Linked DNA regions of Mus musculus: region 2 is linked to region 1. Evidence: chromatin contacts called from public promoter capture Hi-C data. All regions are on one chromosome and are shown on one strand. Each heading gives the region's core, a stretch centred on a gene start, on an enhancer-like site or on the middle of the called end of the contact. The rest is flanking DNA. Distances are from core to core; before and after follow the strand shown. Region 1 holds the start of Sgta (small glutamine-rich tetratricopeptide repeat (TPR)-containing, alpha). Region 2 overlaps Tcf3 (transcription factor 3).

Region 1 (2,750 bases), core at 176-2,675:
TTTCTTTGTTTTTGTTGTTGCTAACATTTCATTTTTGGTTTTGGTTTTTCAGGACAGGGTCTCACTCTGCAACCTGGCTGTCCTGGAACTCATTCTGTAGACCAGAGGCTGGCCTCGAACTCTGAGAGCTCCTCCTGCCTCTGCCTCCTGAGTGCTGGGATCAAAGTCGGACACCACTACAACCTGGCTTTTGAGACAAGAGGATTTCACCATGTAGCCCAACATAGCCTTGAACTTCACTTCCATCCTCCCGATTCAGCCTCCTACAAGCTGGGATGACAGCCAGCAAGCCCAGCTTACAACTAAACGGGCCCAGACTGACATCCTTTTTACGTTAATTATGATGCCAGATGAGGTGGTGGCACCTACAGTCCTGGCAGAGGTGGCGCTGAGGCCAGCCTGGCTCACATAGTGAGTTCCAGGACAGCCAGAGACAGATAAAGACTTTGTCTCAAAACAAACAAACTATTAATTATGTCGATTTCATTTTCAGACAGGGTCTCACGTTGTGGTCCAGCTACCTCCACCGTGTTAGGTATCCAAGGCTGGGCCTGAACTCACTCCCCGCGATCCAGCTGTCTCCCCCTCTCAATTGAAAGACTGGATTATAGGTTGTGGACCAAAGTTCTAGACTATTTGCTCGAGTCTTTGCTTTTGGTTGTTTCGTTTTCTGAGACAAAGTATGTAGTCCTTGCTAGCATGGAAGTCCCACGATACTCCTGCCTCTGCCCATGTGTCAGCACACCTGCCTTACCATTGTTTTAAGAAAACTCCTCCTCAGAGAGGTCAAGCTATTTGCCCTAGCATGCACAGCTGGCCCTCTGCCCTTCAAACCCACACACTACCTACCTTTGGCACCAAAATCAAACACACCCTCCCAATGGGAAGGAGCACCCACAACTGCTCAGACAATGGTGACAACGTCCATTGTACAGAAGAGGAAAACTGAGGCTGTGGGCAGGCAACAGGCTAAGCAAGGTCACCAGGGTGAGGAATGGCAATGTAAGAGGGTCTTAGACCTTAGGGGCCCCGAGAAAACTGAGATCCGCCCCACACACACCTAAACGCTGACCTTTTCGTGAGAAAAAGCGACGAGGGGTGGGGGTGGGTTGGGACGCTGTCTGCCTCAGTTTCCTCTCTGCGCCGCCCGCTCACGTGACCCCGAAGAGAGCAGAAGTCCGGATCACAAGCCACCTTTGTCCCAGGGGCTCCCGAGCACAGCGAAGCTAAACCCACAGACCCCCGACGCCCATACGGGGCACGGCGGAGCCCCCAGCCTCACCTCTCAGTCGACCGAAGACCCGACCCACCGACGGCTGCGCCTGCGCACCGCGGCGCAGCCAAGCTCCGCCCTCAGGACCAAGACGCCTGCGCAGAAAAAAACCATTTCCTGTGTAGGTTTCCTTTTGCGCATGCGCTCAAGTGCACCCTTCGCTCTAAAACAGAAGTGACGTCACGCGAAGAGGGGGGTCACAAGCTGGTTGTTATGGAAACTGCCCTCTGGAGGCATCAGGAAAACCGGAAGTTAGTCTGACAGTCACCAAGCGGGTCAGGCCTAAAGCACGGTGGGGCGGCGGCGGACCCCTGAGGCACCAAGGCAGACCACGTGGTATGGAGTCTGTCACGTGATCTAGCTGCTTTCAGCAAGACAAATCTGAATCAAAGCCACTAACTGATGCTATGAAGTTTTTGGTTCTGTTTTCGTAATTTTTTTTTTTAAAGATTTATTTATTTTTATATGTAGGTACACTGTAGCTGTCTTCAGACACACCAGAAGAGGGCATCGGATCTCATTGTGGATGGTTGTGAGCCACCATGTGGTTGCTGGGATTTGAACTCAGGACCTTTGGAAGAGCAGTCAGTGCTCTTACCTGCTGAGCCATCTCACCAGCCCCCTGTTTTCGTAATTTTTTTTTTCTTTTTCCTTTTTTTAAAATGACAATACTACGAGCCCAGCCTGGCCCGGAACTCTTCATCCACTTCGCCCATCTTGGAAACTGGCATATCCCACTTTCTGTGAAAGCAGTAAGTGTGATTAACCACTAAACAATCTACTTCACTTATTTTTATATTTAAAACCTATTTACAAACTTATCTTTTGCACACCCCAACTTCTTTCTGATGCCTAAAAGAAAAACAAAGATTAGCAGCCAGACAGTGGTGGTGCTCGCCTTTAATCTCAGCACTGGAGAGGCGGGGGAATCGCGGTGAGTTTGAGGCAAGCCTTGTCTACAAAGGATAGCCAAAGCTACACAGAAAAACCTGTCTCAAAAAATAAAAACAGGAGCCGGGCGTGGTGGCCCACGCCTTTAATCCCAGCACTCGGGATGAGTTCGAGGCCAGCCTGGTCTACAGAGCGAGTTCCAGGACAGCCAGGGCTACACAGAGAAACCCTGTCTCAAAAAACCAAAAATAAATAAAAAAATAAAAATAAAAATAAAAACAGGTCGGGCGTGGTAGCGCACGCCTTTAATCCCAGCACTCGGGAGCCAGAGGCAGGCAGATTTCTGAGTTCCAGGCCAGCCTGCTCTACAAAGTGAGTTCCAGGACAGCCAGGGCTATACAGAGAAACCCTGTCTCGAAAAACCAAAAAAAAAATTAATAAATAAAAATAAATAAAACCAACTTATCTTTACTTTTGAATTATGTGGATGTCTATGTGTGGGTGTCTGCATGGGAATACAGTGCCTATAAAAATCAGAAGAGGGCATGGAATCCCCAAGGCTAGAGTTGGGTGCAGTGCAATTCAG
Region 2 (2,750 bases), core at 95-2,594, 650 kb before region 1:
GACTCCAGGCCTGTCAGAGGCAGGCCCAGGATCAGCAAGGCAGGAAGGAGGTCAGTCAGTCAGAACTGGGGCCAGCAGGTATGAAGGAGATCAGGGGGGTGGGGGGGGACGGGGACAGTCGACCTAGAGTGTGACCGGCAGAAAGACAACCTGTGGGACAGTGCAGAGACAGAGTAGGTACAAGGGACAGCTGACATTGGGAACAGCTGGTGTGGAAGAGGGTGGATGTGATGTTAGGTAATGAGGATGAGGACAGTCAGTGTGGATGGTGACAGAGTAGATGGGGACAGTCAGAATGGTTGGGGACAGTCAGTATGGATGGGAACAGTCAGTATGGATGGGGACAGAGTGAGGACAGTCAGTGTGGATAGGGACAGTCAGTGTAGATGGGGACAGACAGTGTGGATGGGGACAGTCAGTGTGGATGGGGACAGTCAGTGTGGATAGGGACAGTCAGTGTGGATGGTGACAGACAGTGTGGATGGTGACAGAGTAGATGGGGACAGTCAATGTGGATGGGGACAGAGTGGATAGGGACAGTCAAGAGTGGATGGGGACAGTCAGAGTGGGGACAGCAGTATGAGGCAGGACTGGTCATTAGTGCCACAGTGTAGCAAACTGGGCAGGGACAGTCAGTTCAGAGAGCAGCGAGTGCAGGGAACCTCCTGTCTGGAGGAGGGGTGCAAGGACTGGTCGGTGAGGGACTGTCACTGCTCTGGCTTGGGCAGCAGGGAAGGAGCATCGCGGAGGCGCGGGGCGCGGGCCGCCCACTGACCTCGCACCTGCTGCTCCAGGCTGAGGATGACGGCCACGGCCTGGTGCAGGATGAGCAGTTTGGTCTGCGGCTTCTCGCTGCTGAGGTGCAGCTGGCACATGCGGCCGAGCTCCTTAAAGGCCTCATTGATGTCGCGGACCCGCAGGCGCTCTCGGGCATTATTGGCCACCCGGCGCTCCTTCTCCCGCTCCGCCTTCTGCTCTGGGGGGAGAAGGTCGTCCTCGTCCTCGTCTGGGCTATGGGGGAGGGGAGCCGGGGGCCAGAGGGAGACAGTGAGGTGATGTGGTGGCCTGCAGGGCCTCCCGGGGTCTGTGTGCACGTGTGATGTGTGTAACATGTGATGTGTGCGTGTATGGCCCAAGGGGTGGGGTTTGGCACCTGGTGCGCGTGCGTGGGACCTTCAGGTCCTTCTTGTCCTCTTCGGCGTCGGCTACTGATGCGATTTCCTCATCCTCTTTCTCCTCCCGCTTGATCTCGCTGGCACCCGCTGTTGTGCCTGCCCTCCCGAGTCCTGAAACAAGCCAGGGATGAGGGGCCCCTTGCCAGGACGCAGCTCCAAACAAACTGAGAGAGGCAGGCTGGATGGCTGCCCTCAACTGGGAGCTGGCTCCCTGCCTGACACTGAAGTCACACTAGACCCTTCACAGAACCAGCAACTGCAGACCTGCTCTGTTTGAAAATGGCAAACCAGCAACTGCAGAACCTGCTCTGTTTGAAAATGGCAAACTCACAAGTTTTAAAACTAGGGGAACAGCTGTCCACTGGTAGCACACACCTTTAATCCCAGCACTTGGGAGGCAGAGGCAGGTAGATTTCTGAGTTTGAGGCCAGCCTGGTCTACAGAGTGAGTTCCAGGACAGCCAGGGCTACACAGAGAAACCCTGACTCAGAAAACCAAAGCAGTGGGAGGAGCAATCCCTGCTATAACCATGGGGCAGGGGGAGAGTCTGTGGACTGGTACAAGAACACACCTGTCACCCCAGCACTGGGAGGCTGAGGTAAAGGGGTTGTAAGTTCAAGACCAGCCTATGATACACAGTGAGGTTGTCTAAAAAAAAAAATCAAAATCAAAATCATAAACCTGGTTGTTGGCACACGCATCAATCCTGGACTTCGGAGGCCAAGGCTAGAGACCAGAAATTCAAGGTCATTCCAAAGCCAGCCTGGGCTACCTGAGAAATTGGGTCAGGATATCAATAACAAGAACTGCCTAGAAAATGTCCACAACAAACATTGAAATACAACAGGCACAATTCGGAGTGCAGACACAGTCTAGGGATTAAGAGCTGAGGGGGGCCTGCATAAGATCATGCACAGCAGACACTGCGTGGGCCTGGGGCTTCCTCTGTGGACGTCATCCTTAGTCTCACCCACGCCCAATCCACCGAGCCCCTCACACAGCCAGTGCTAGCCTTATGGCTCCCAGCGTCACCTGAGGGTGCAGAGGCCAGACATTCCTACCCTGCTCTCTGCTGGCAAAATGTTCCCCACACCCACAGGCCACTGCACACTGGCTTGTCAGAGCTTCCCGTCTCTTCCACCCTCTCGTTCTCCCTACGAGGGCTCTGCTCTGCCCACAGGCCTGTGCACAGGCTGCCTCCTTGCTGGAGGCTCCTCTGTACCCCTGTTCTATTCCCTCCACGTGTGCTGGCCTAACATCTCTACAAGCACTGCATCCCCTATGGGACCGCGCCTGTCCTAAGCCCTCATGTGAAAAGCAAGCACTCCATTTTGCCAGGTTCCTGAGCCCTGCCGTGTGCCTCAGTGCTCCCCAAACAAACCAGCACACAGGCTACATTGAGGACCTGAACAGTCAGTCTACCTGATGGCTCTTGGTCACAAGTGTGTGTGTGTGTGTGTGTGTGTGTGTGTGTGCTCAAAAGGCAGGCAGGGACCAGGGAAAGACATCAAGTGTCCTGTTCTTGTCACTATGACTTATCCTGGAAACACAGAGATTTTCAGCAAAGCTGGCCAC

Evidence for each region. Promoter capture Hi-C pulls out the DNA fragments that hold promoters and counts their contacts.
Region 2: a contact with region 1 is called in a promoter capture Hi-C map of neural stem cells. The contact joins the enhancer-like site here to the promoter of Sgta in region 1. A contact is called at or near these places in 2 of 39 promoter capture datasets (embryonic stem cells and neural stem cells), 4 of 115 datasets of contacts at active chromatin or transcription factors (astrocytes, bone marrow-derived macrophages and double positive thymocytes) and 3 of 9 other capture datasets (adipose tissue, liver and macrophages).

Annotation. Positions count from the first base shown.
Region 1 is chr10:81,058,846-81,061,595 of GRCm38.p6, forward strand. It overlaps Sgta (small glutamine-rich tetratricopeptide repeat (TPR)-containing, alpha), which reads right to left and starts at 1,426. Exons shown (of 12, transcript NM_001358550.1): 1 at 1,283-1,426.
Region 2 is chr10:80,412,052-80,414,801 of GRCm38.p6, forward strand. Tcf3 (transcription factor 3) reads right to left here. Exons shown (of 19, transcript NM_001164149.2): 17 at 1,154-1,286; 18 at 776-1,011. Among named protein-coding and RNA genes, the nearest start is that of Uqcr11, 6.6 kb to the left of the region's middle. Within about 2 kb of position 1,345, at least 33 of the 459 cell types and tissues checked have an H3K27ac peak or open chromatin away from gene starts, as enhancers often do. A contact at or near this core is called in astrocytes and neural stem cells, where this site is marked.